Regions from separate parts of the Danio rerio genome. Here region 1 is linked to region 2. Evidence: chromatin contacts called from public HiChIP or PLAC-seq data. All regions are on one chromosome and are shown on one strand. Each heading gives the region's core, a stretch centred on a gene start, on an enhancer-like site or on the middle of the called end of the contact. The rest is flanking DNA. Distances are from core to core; before and after follow the strand shown. Region 1 holds the start of zc3h3 (zinc finger CCCH-type containing 3). Region 2 holds the start of mafaa (MAF bZIP transcription factor Aa).

What was found. HiChIP or PLAC-seq counts read pairs in DNA pulled down with a chosen protein or histone mark.
Region 1: a contact with region 2 is called in an H3K4me3 HiChIP or PLAC-seq map of embryo, with 2.6 times the contacts expected there. The contact joins the promoter of zc3h3 here to the promoter of mafaa in region 2. A contact is called at or near these places in 1 of 18 Hi-C or Micro-C datasets (an unstated tissue) and 1 of 4 datasets of contacts at active chromatin or transcription factors (embryo).

The regions. Positions count from the first base shown.
Region 1 is chr6:35,351,795-35,357,247 of GRCz12tu, forward strand. It overlaps zc3h3 (zinc finger CCCH-type containing 3), which reads right to left and starts at 3,719. Exons shown (of 12, transcript XM_684588.6): 1 at 3,649-3,719; 2 at 1,101-2,523. The coding sequence starts at 3,694. cyldl (cylindromatosis (turban tumor syndrome), like) reads left to right here and starts at 3,817. Exons shown (of 15, transcript XM_003198803.5): 1 at 3,817-4,020; 2 at 4,195-4,830; 3 at 4,955-5,239. The coding sequence starts at 4,396.
Region 2 is chr6:35,221,533-35,227,543 of GRCz12tu, forward strand. It overlaps mafaa (MAF bZIP transcription factor Aa), which reads right to left and starts at 3,222. Exons shown (of 1, transcript NM_001082940.2): 1 at 1-3,222. The coding sequence starts at 2,285. The coding sequence ends at 1,338.

The DNA of each region.
Region 1 (5,453 bases), core at 2,469-4,968, 130 kb after region 2:
TTAAAATGATCAAACTCTAAAGATTTATATGTATAATTACCATTTGCATTGATTTCATTTATTTGAATCTGTATTTTGAATCTGTATATCTTCTGAGAAAAAAAATATGACTAAAATCATGCATCTTTACTATGATTTACAGAAACCCACTGGAAACAGTCTTCAGAGGTAATAATTAAGAACAAAATACAATGCAGTTACAATTTTAATACAAATATTTAGAACATAATTTATAAAATAACCAAAATACTAATTAATTGTACATTTAAAACTATATACTCGCTCTCCTTCAAAGCACTGGGGTTTTACCCATTTGTTATCCTGATTTAGTCATTCATTCATTCATTAATTTTCCTTCAGCCTAGTCCCTTTATTCATCAGGGGTCACCACAGCAGAATGAACCGCCAACTAATGCAGCATATGTTTTACACAGCGGATGCCCTTCCAGCTGCAACCCAGTACTGGGAAACTACCCATATACATTCACACACATACACTACTACGGCAAATTTAGTTTATTCAATTCATCAATAGCACATTTCTTTGAACTGTGGGGGAAACCAGAGCACCCTGAGGAAACCCACGGCATCATTGGGAGAACATGCAAACTCAACACAAAAATGCCAACTGGCCCAGCCAAGACAAGAACCAGTGATCTTCTTTTTATGAGGCCACAGTGCTAATCACTAAGCCACCATGTCCCCCTATAATTTAATAATTTAAAATAAGAGTATGATCACTTATTCTTTCATATTTTGCACAAGAATAAATACATACAAGTTGCTTTAGATGAAAATGTCTGTTAAATTACTTGTTAAAAATGTGCAAGAATAAGTACTCTGTGTTGTTTTGTTTTTACATAAATACAATTGCTAATCTCAATAATCCATCTGTAGCATTTAACACAACTAAGTTTAAGTGCGCTTATTCATTTATTCAGACAAACAAGTGGCATTTATCAGAAAATGGAATTAAAACAATTGTTTATTATATTGAGCTGGCCATTAAGTTTTAATATTTGTGCATCCCAAAAAAAATACTTCACATATTTTCTGCTTTTGTGGTACATTCTACAATTTTACCGAAGCAAAACACTCACTTGCTAGGAGATCGTCTGATGATCTTGGTTCGACTCCTCAGCTTAAAGGCGCCAACTGACAATGCGGCTGTAGCAGGGATATTAGGAGACAAGGTAGATCCCTTTTCCCCCTTTTGGCCATTGTTGTTAGCAGTCCACCGATACACAGTGCTCTTATGGGTCGTCCTTGAAGCTGAACTAGATGTACTTGCATTAGCATTTTGTCCAGCCGCCTTCCAGCGATAGCGACTGGTATGACTAGCATGGGATGTAGTGACAGCACCAGCTCTAGACTTTTTTAAAGGCGTCACAGTCACTGTGGTATACTTCTTTTCTTTCTTGATTCCCTCCATTCCACCTTGAAAAGTTCTTACAGGGGCTTTAAGAGATTTTGGCGAAAGCGGTTTGCGTGGCAATTTCACTGAAGGGTTTGCTTTCCCAGCTGTTGACAAAGAGCAAGATGAAGACACCCAAGTGTACTTTGAGGTCTTAGGAGCTCCGGGGGAATTATTAGGCTTGCGAGACACCCTCTTACTAGAGCTGGAGGCTCGTCTGGTGAAAATCATCCCAGGAGAAGATCCTGAGGTTAGTGGCTTAGGTGTGCTGTTTATGTTTACCGTTTCTTGGCTTTTTACCCAAGTAAACTGAGATCTCTTATGGCATGGTGAGGCTGCATGTGTCTGAGTTGAGTCTAGCTTTACCTGGGGCTTTGCTGGACTCACTGTAGCCTGAGACTGAAGGTTAGAGGCAGAAGAAGCCGTAGTAGAATCTTTTTTGGCAGATGGGATTACAACAGTCCTATTGGATGAGGATGAAGGGGGGAGGTGTGGTTTGACTTGAAGCTGAGCTGCAGCTTTGACAGTTGAAGGAATAGAGGGATTGTTCACTGCTGATGATTTTAAAGTGGGTTTTATCTTTCTTTCAGACCCCGATGATGAAGTCGAGTCAGTTGTTTCATTGGTAGAGGAACAGCCATGATGAACTTTTTCTGTTGCAGACAAAAGCATTGTCGTTTTTGTGCTCTCTTCACTTTTCTTCTCTTTTGAAGTGTCACACTGAACACCGTGTGAAGATGGTACAGGTTTTTCCTTGGTTTGTTTAGGTTGCTGCTTTTTAAATGAAACACTGTTGCTCCCAATAAGTCCATCATTACTCCCAGTGGCAGTTGCTCCAGATGTGCTAATGTGGAGAGAAGGATGGCTTACAGCTGAATGGAATACATGACTCCCAGATGCCCTGTTGGTCTTGTTGTTAAGCGAGTATGTTTTCCTCCAGCTGCCAGAAGAATGAGCCATATGTGGCAATGATGAATATGATTGTGTGTAGTGTGCGGCATGACCTCGACCTTGGCCCTGGCCACTCCTTAAACCACGTCTGGGATGACCCCATTGGCCAGCGCTTGATGGAACGTCACCATGGGTACTTTTATAGTCATTAATGAGGTCTGCAAAAGTCATGAGGAAGTGTGTGAAATTACAGCAGATTATGTAAAAAAGTTAATAAGATGGAATAATTCACATTAGATTTTTGATTTTCTGAGATTCTGTAATGTACAATATTTTCCTTAAATTGGATTTCTACAAAGAAACCTGTTAAAATCCTCTCTTGTGAGAACAATTTTTGGTAAATCATTACATAAATTTGTATTCGTTTAAATCTTCTAATCATTTTTGATAATCAACTTTTGATTATCATTTTGAACCAATCAACTGTATGCAATCATATTTTGTATTATTTTATATAATTATTGCATAATGGGTTTTTATTCCTATATTTATTTGTTATTATACCAATTTATTTATTGACCTAAATATAAATATATATTTTTCCATGGTGTTGTTTTATCATTTTAACTAATTACTCGCTATTTACCCTTTTGTATTTGTTTTATTTAAGTTTTACTTTATCCCCTAAAAATCCAGTGCGAAAATCTGAACTTAAATACATAATTGCTGGTCATTATGCCATTAAACATGTCTATCCGTCATAATGTCACAGACAATGTACACAATCATGGTTTAAAAGTTACACAATAGTCAAAATCACTTAATATGAGTTACACATTCATTAGCTTCCAAGAAAACACATGTGACAGCATGTCAGGAAAACAAACAACAGCATAATCTTAAACTAAGTTAATAAAAAATTATTAAGCAGAAACACCCATACAATTCTATCACTTTCATTGACATTCTAGCATAGGGTCTTGTTAATGTAACCTTTAAAAAAATATCTTGTTTATTAAAGTTCTAACTTAAGTGACCAAGTTTCTTGGTTTATTGACCTGATGACGTTATGTATAACAACAGTTTTACTAATAACGTAAATACATGATATTACATGTATTACAGAGACTACAAACACATAACCACATTGAAAGGTGTTACTGTGGGCAGTGTTATCTTAGCTTCAGGGAATAACCGTTAAGTCAGCCACGTTGTAACTGAACAGTTAATTCAAAAGGTAAGAGTAACGTTAACTAAAAACCAGCAGAGGGTTCGAAAAAGGCTAAAACAATTGTCGAATTACGATATAAATTCAACATATTAAATGACGAAATCACTCTTACTTTGCAGCTCCTCTATTTCTCTCTTAAGCGCTTCACGTTCAGCCATCTTCACACCAAAACACGACCGTCATAAAAACCGCGACGCCGGCTGTGATGACGTATACAACCAACATCCAATCACAACACGGCTCTCAACATGACTCTTTACTTTTGGTTTTGCTCAAAAACACTTCCCCTATCTTTACAAAACATCGACAGCACAGAATGTCAGGGGTAGTTTTATTTAGAACACCATTATATACTTCTGACAATCTCTTTAAATTCTAGTAAACGTTTAATCGTAGTACACAACGTATGTAGAGAAAGACGAATAGTTCTGCTAGAGTTCTGCTGAGTTTACTTTTTTAACAGAAATCGAAAGTATTGACATCGGTAAGTAATGAGCATAAACTCTTCAAATGTTTGTGAAGTTTAAATATAAAATTGAAATGTAATTTTAAAATTAAATTATTATTTTATATTGTCACTTTGAAGTGCTTATTTATTATTAAAAAGTTTTTTTGAAGTTTGTAGCAAACTAACGATTGACTGTTTCTATTTTTACAGGGTGTCTAGAAACTATCACCTACATCTAATAATGCAGTTGTATGAATCGCTTAGTTTTTTTGGAATTATTTGAATGACAAGAGTAACATGCATTGCTCAGAGGAAATGAGCAAATAAATGAACATTTTGCCCACGCTGGAAACACTGCTGTCAACCTGAAAGCTTGTTATACTTCAGTTTTCCAAGTGACACTTTTGAGAAATGGCCGCAGCCAACAAGAAGATATACTTCATTATCACTGCGAAGCCTCCTTCACCAAATAGCTTCATTGATGCTGGTGAAATATGCTACATAGATAAACAACAGTATGAGTCCAGGCTAAAAAGAAAGGCTACAGACACTTTACCTGTAGTTCGTATGGGTAGCTTACTTGAAACCGACCTTGATAAAGTTCTTCTGATGCCATTGAGCATCAGGGAAGCAGAATTACTGCTGGCTCTTGAACCTAATGAAGACCGACTTTTGGCACTGAAAGATAAAAAGGTTTTACAGGAGGCCTCAAATCTGACTACAGACGATCAGGTTTATGTGGAATACAATGGGAAACAACTCAAAGGTATAATTCGATACATTGGCAGTATTACGGATTACAGCATTAATCCTTTAGCAGGAACATTCTTTGGGGTGGAACTACAGGTGAGTTGTTCGTGTAAGAGAAAGTGTGTCTCTGTAATGTTGAATAGAGAACAATTCGTAGCAATGCAAAAAAAAAAAAAGTTTTTGTTTTAATGAAATGCTCTTTTCTCTTCTGTTTTTTTAGGGTGGCGACAAAGGAAAGGGGCAAAATGATGGCTCCTACTATGGCAAAACATACTTTAAATGTTCCAAAAACTCAGGAATATTTGCACCTTTTACAAGAATCACACCAATAGATCATAAGCCTTCAGCACCACCCCTATCAACTCCACCTCTCTTGTCCATGACATCAAGTGAGCCTCTTGATGTTGGAGACAGAGTAATCTATTTCTTTGACAATAATCCTCACCATGGCATGGTTATGGATATAAAGGACATGCAAGATGGTAAAATGGTTCTCATATCTACTGTGAGTATTGACTCTTTGTTAGAGTGACTCAAACTAATAATTAACCCCAAAATCAATTGTGGTTCTAAGACTGTTTGATTACTTTGTTAAGTAGATGAATGAATCAAATAGTGAGGTTAAGTTAATAATGACAGCATATTTTGAGGGGGTGAACTTTTTGTAATACTTTGCCTAGATGCTAAGACAAAACCAAAACTAGGCTGGTATGATCATA
Region 2 (6,011 bases), core at 1,972-4,471:
TTATATTAAATCCCAATTCTTCGAATCATAGTGCAGTAGGCTTTCTTTGAAATTGTACATATTCAGTAGGATAGAATATCTCTGTCATTTGCATGCTACTACATACAAACATTGTATTAAGACGTTTTAAATAATCAAGCAAAAAGGACTTTAAAAAGAAGGGTAAATTAACACACCAATTGACCTCTACATATGTACAAGTGGAAATAAATAACTCTGTCTCAGTTCGGTGTTTTTTTCTTAGTTCTTGCTTGAAAAACAATAGAAAAAAAACGTAAGGTCTGGTATCATGTGATTTCGCAAGTACGGATGAGTTCCTTCACATACACGGTTTGTGTCGAGCAGAAGAAACGAAAAAAAGAGTGGTTAAGGGCCATGCTTTTCATCCAAGTGCTGTATGGGGAAGAGAGAAAGGACCTGACGCGTTTGGAGTACCATACATGTCCCGCATGCAGGATTGGTGGGGTAATGCAGACTTGAGCAATGCTTGAGGGCCCTCAAAGTTCACAAGTCCCCTCAACCTCAGTTCATAACTGAGAAAAGTCAATGATGTATTGCTATCTCCCTTTCTGGCTTATGTTTTAATGCTATCATCGCTCCATCAGAAGTCCATTTCGTTCCAGTTTTTTTTCCTCATCGCCATTAAGACTAGTCAATCCGTTAAGACAAAAAAAATTAAATAAAAAAAAAAGATTAAGGAGGCGATTTTATGTCTCTGACACAAACAAGTCGGGGTTTGCTGTTAACCTATTACTAAAACAAACAAACAAAAAAAAAGACAAAATCCAAAATTGATGTGTCTGGAGGTTATGAATGATCCCATATTTTGATCGGAGGTTTTATGAAGTAAAAGGGTCCGTGCAGTATTTGTGGAATATAATCCTAACATTACACTAACCTTAAGACTTTTATGGTGCAGTAGGTACATACAAAAGAAGTGAAGATTTTTAAATATGGCGCTGTAATGTTAGGTTATACACTCTCATAAATAACGTTTATGCAGTTTCTTTTCAGCACTTAAAGTTCAACAAATAACTTCTAATCAATAACTTCAGCGGCTATAAAAGTGGGTGGCACTTTTAGGAAGAAAAGGTTTGGCTTTGACTATATGGGCTCCCCAGATTTCTATTGGTTATCTTAGTTCTTTTTAAAGATCCTGAACAAAATAAAAATATGTTCTGCATTTGCATCAGACCGCACAACTTTTATTTAAAAGAGTGTATGTTCTAAAGTGAACCTCTGAGTGTGTATAAAAACAACTCAAATTAAAATTTACACTGAAAATCATAAAAAACAAATACGTTGGTGAGGGGAAAAGTCTTTAACAAGAATCACTCTCACATGAAGAAATCCGTGGAAGTGGTTTTAACGTGATTGCCGCTGGACGGGTCCCGAGTGTTGCCGCCGCCGTTAAAGGCTCGGCTCGCGAGCTTCTCGTACTTCTCCTTGTACAGGTCCCGCTCTTTGATCAGGCGCGCCACGTCTTGCTTGAGTTGCTCCACTTGGCTTTGAAGCGTGCACTTTTCGCTCTCGAGCATGTGGCGCTGCTGCACGCGCTTGTAGCGGCACGACTGCGCGTAGCCGCGGTTCTTCAGGGTTCGCCTTTTCTGCTTGAGACGGATCACCTCTTCTTTGCTGAAGCCTCTAAGTTGCCGGTTGAGCTCTCGCACTGTCATGCTCACCAGCTGCTCGTCCGAGAAGCGGTCCTCAAGGCGCGCGTGTGCGTGGTGGCCGTGGTGATGATGGTGGTGGTGCACCGGATGGTGGTGACCGTTCGTGGCTGCAGAGAGATCTTCTCCCACATACTGCTGCCCGCGGAATCCCTCGTAGGGCTGGTGGTGATGATGATGGTGGTGGTGGTGCGCGTTACCGATGAGCGCTTCCACTGCGTCCTCGGGCGTCAGGTTGAGGGCCTCTGGACTGATGTGATGCTGATAATTGGGAATCCAGTAGAGATCTTCCATCTGCGGTTTGCCCGAGGAGCCTTGGGTGTTGTTGTTACCGTTGCCACTGTTGTTGTTATTGTTGTTGACGCCGTTTACGAGGTTCTGGCCAGGCTGCGATCCAGGGCTGGGGGCGCAGAAGCTGGGCGAGGAAGGCACCGATGAGCAGGGTGTGCTGATTGGGGTGGAGGACAGTGAGCCCGGGGGAAGACGGTGGCAATAGCGGTCAGCCTCCGGGGGCTCTTTCTTGATCTCAAACTTCATGAGGTCGAAGTCGTTGACATACTCAATAGCCAGAGGGCTGTTGGGCAATTCTGCGCTCATGGCGAGATCGGTGGCCATGTCAGTCCATGCGACGACACCTACCCTAACAGCCAAAGCGTCACGCGTGTTTCACTGGGATTATGATGAAGACGACTAGTTAAGATGACAGGCCAGGGTCTAATACATTGGCACGAGCTTCTATTTATAGAAAAACATATGCCCATGCATTTAAATGTACTTATACACCTGCCACTTTGCCTCGTGTTGACAACTTATCCCAGGTCAAATTCACGCGTTAATATCACTGGCCAGGGTGGCAGAAACTTGAGACTCGTGAATTCAAAACCACCAACCTTACTCGTCCTCACTTCGCTGTGGTAAAGCACACGTGTGGTTGCAGAGAAATCGTCCTTAGAGCAACGAGACTTCAAATATCCTTCTTCACCTCTGCGGTTTAGTTCCTTCTAACTGCTGGCAACTTTAATCGTCCATGAACTTTCTTCACATGTCGAGAAAAGTCCGACACACAACGCGCGTGCATCAAGTTCAGAACACGTCAGACTTTACCTCAAAGTCCAAAGGAATGATGCTTTTGGCACAACCGGCAGCAGAAGTGGACCGCAACAATATGTGTGTGTGTCTGACAAATCTCCGTAAGATCCTCTGGTGGGACGTGCCTCCAACACAGCCCGGCGAACAATGCGCAATTCTGGCTCAGTTTACTTCTCTCCGTGGACAGATTTAAAGTTATAGACTGCTGTCACAGTTTACGGCTTGAACTTATTTTTGCACTGTTGTCCACCGCTGACACGCAGTATCACTGGAGCACTGAAAGGGGCAATGTACCACTTTATACACATGGCCCATCTGAGCGTCCCACCCAGACAACGGGACGGACCAATAGGAGAAAGCCCAGCAGTAGGCATGCATATTCTGAGAGCAACGCCTCTCTGTGGCAGCTGAGGCGAGCGCGCAGCAGCTGACAGCGCGCTGAAACAGGTGTTCCTCCCGCCCCCTAGCGACGTGGAAGGTGAACGCGAGGAAAGGGAATAGCCCAGCTTGTCTTACTTAGAAAATGTTTATCTAGAAAAGAGCAAACACTTCTTAAACGTTATATGTAACTCTGTGCTCGGTAAAAACAGATGAATACAGCTCATTGTACAATGTAATAAATAATAGTGGTGATCTATATTTTGTATAATAGCCTATGCATTTTATAATATACTAGGTGTTCTAAAAGAATACCTGCAGGACATTTTAGGTTCCCAATGAAAAGTTATTATAAGATCCTTTTATATTTTTAGATATTTTTTTTCGTATGTTGGGCATGATGTTAAAGGTTCTTCATGTAGCCATCAATGCCAATAAAGAACATTTTTACTTTCAGAGTGGAACCTTTTCCATTACACACCCTTCATAGTAGGGAAATGGTATTTTAAACAAAAAGGTCAAGAGAAAACTTACTTTTAAGAACTGCTCACTGAAATACTTGCTATATAAAATCGACTATTCATTCGTCAAATGCTTTACTTGCTCAAAATGTACTGAAAAATATATATTTTTTGGACTGCATGCATGGATTATCAAATTTTGGTTCCCATAGAACATTTCAATGAACAGTTCTTTAAAGAAAAGTTTTAAATGAGATGATAAATTTAAATGGTGAAACTATAGTTTAAACATATGCTTTAACTTTTCACAAAAAAGCCAAAGTATTAAAAATGAAGTTCATTTAGTGTGGGGAACATTTTAATAACAATCTAACCTTATATGGAATGGAAAGGTCCCACAGATGTTCTTCATGAAACAACAATAAAACACTTTTATTTTTAAGAGTAAAAAACTTAGTATCCACAGATCCTTTTCATTTTCACAAAATGCTCTTTAAAGTGGAGGGAAAGGTTTTTAAAACCTCTTATGGAGTTATAAAATACGTTTGGAATTTTGCCAGCAACTACACGTGCTCCTCTTTTCTTCTTTGCAAAATACATTAATATAAGTATAATTTAACAATAACGCAGCATCACATTCCATTTCACAACAAATGTTCATTAACATTTAAATATTGATTCAATTATTTTTTATCAAAACGTCCTATCGTTGGAAATTCAGGAGTTATGACATGACGATAATTGTTTGGGGTGAAAAGAAATCTCTAGTGTGATTGGACAGACCGTTTAAAGTTTAATTGATTAGATAATTATCTATTAAACTGCATATTTCCTCGATGCGCCGTGACAGTCATTCAGTGTATTGATCTGATAGGATAACACACACGCAACTTTCCTCCCCGCTTATGACCTATAGGCGGTGATGAACTCAATAACGCGTGATCCAGCAATAAAATCAATCCACATTTCCGCCGGATAGGGAAAAATGCGCAATTTGTGCGGGTGAGTTAATTATGATCCGCCTCGCCAGTGCCAGCCACGCTCCGGATTTCTTTCGCAATTAACCTCTAATTGCATCTCGACTCATCTGCGCGGATCGACAAATAATTAAGCCCCACGCAGCGCGCGCCTTCATCACCATAGCATATGTCTTAATCAGAGGAGCCGGTCGCGCGCTGAAAGAAGTACCAGAAGATGAGGGTCAGTCTAACACGAGCTCCTTATCGCAGAGTAAGGAATATAGATCACTAGCGCATTGTTAAAATAAGAGAGAAAGAGACCTATTCAGCAATCCTTCATTAAATAACCATCACCTAATGCATAAAACTGACCAGTTTAAACCAACAATCTTTCAGATAAAGGTGCTAGAAAGAACCAAAAAAGGTTTTCAAGGTGATCTCATCAGTGAAAAGTTGTTAAAAGGATCGTTTTTTCTTAGTTAGAAGAACATTTTCATAATTTAAAGAACAAATTGTCCACTCTAAAGAACATTTTTTTGTACAAAAAGGTTTTTGTAACATTAAATGAAAATTTCACCAAAAAAAAAAAAAAAATGCACTCTTCATTTACTCACCTAGAGTGTGGTGAGTTTCTTTCTTAAACACACAAAAGGAGATATTTTGAATAATGCTGAAAGGTGGTGCCCTTTGACATCTATAGTAGGCAAAAAGTACTATTGAATTCAATTGCTCTTGGGTTTCAACATTCTTCAAAATAAGAATAAGCTCAAACAGGTTTGGAACAAGTGGAGGGTGAGTAAATGAAGACAGAATTTGGATATTTTTTTTACTGTATTACCCCTTTAAAGGTTACTGATGTAACAATCACTGCCACTTAGCATGATTTCAAAGTGCTTATATCAATATCAGAATAAAATCTGCTGCATAAATAACTTCTCACTATACGACTGAGGCCTTTTCTAACTTTACGTAACATGCTAAGACTTCCTTTCCAGGTGCCAATGAGTGAAATACAGACACGCTTGAGGCTCAAATCTGCCAACGGAGGGGAAAAAAGAAAAGGAGCCTAAGAGGACGGGACAAATCATATCAAGGTATTTGAAGTTGAAGGTGCGCTAAGTCATTATGGGGGTTTTATCAAATAAGCACGAGTGGACCTCAAAGTCCAAGCTAAGCAGTCCGCTTTGAAAATGCCACATTTAAGAAGATCTGCCATCGTCCATTCAGTGAGCGGAGGTGGGTGGGTGTGGATGTGGCCGAGGGCTTGAGACATAAATTTTTGAAGTCAGGGCTTTCATTGTGCCTTTGCATATTGGGAGTTAGCTGCTGGTGCAGTTCTACCGATTTAAGCAAAATGGACATCAGCATGGCCAAGGAGAAAAAAAGGAGTTTGATAGTGTAAAAGAGAGAAGGGGGGGTTTGGATTGGACAACTATGAATATGAGTGAAACGGA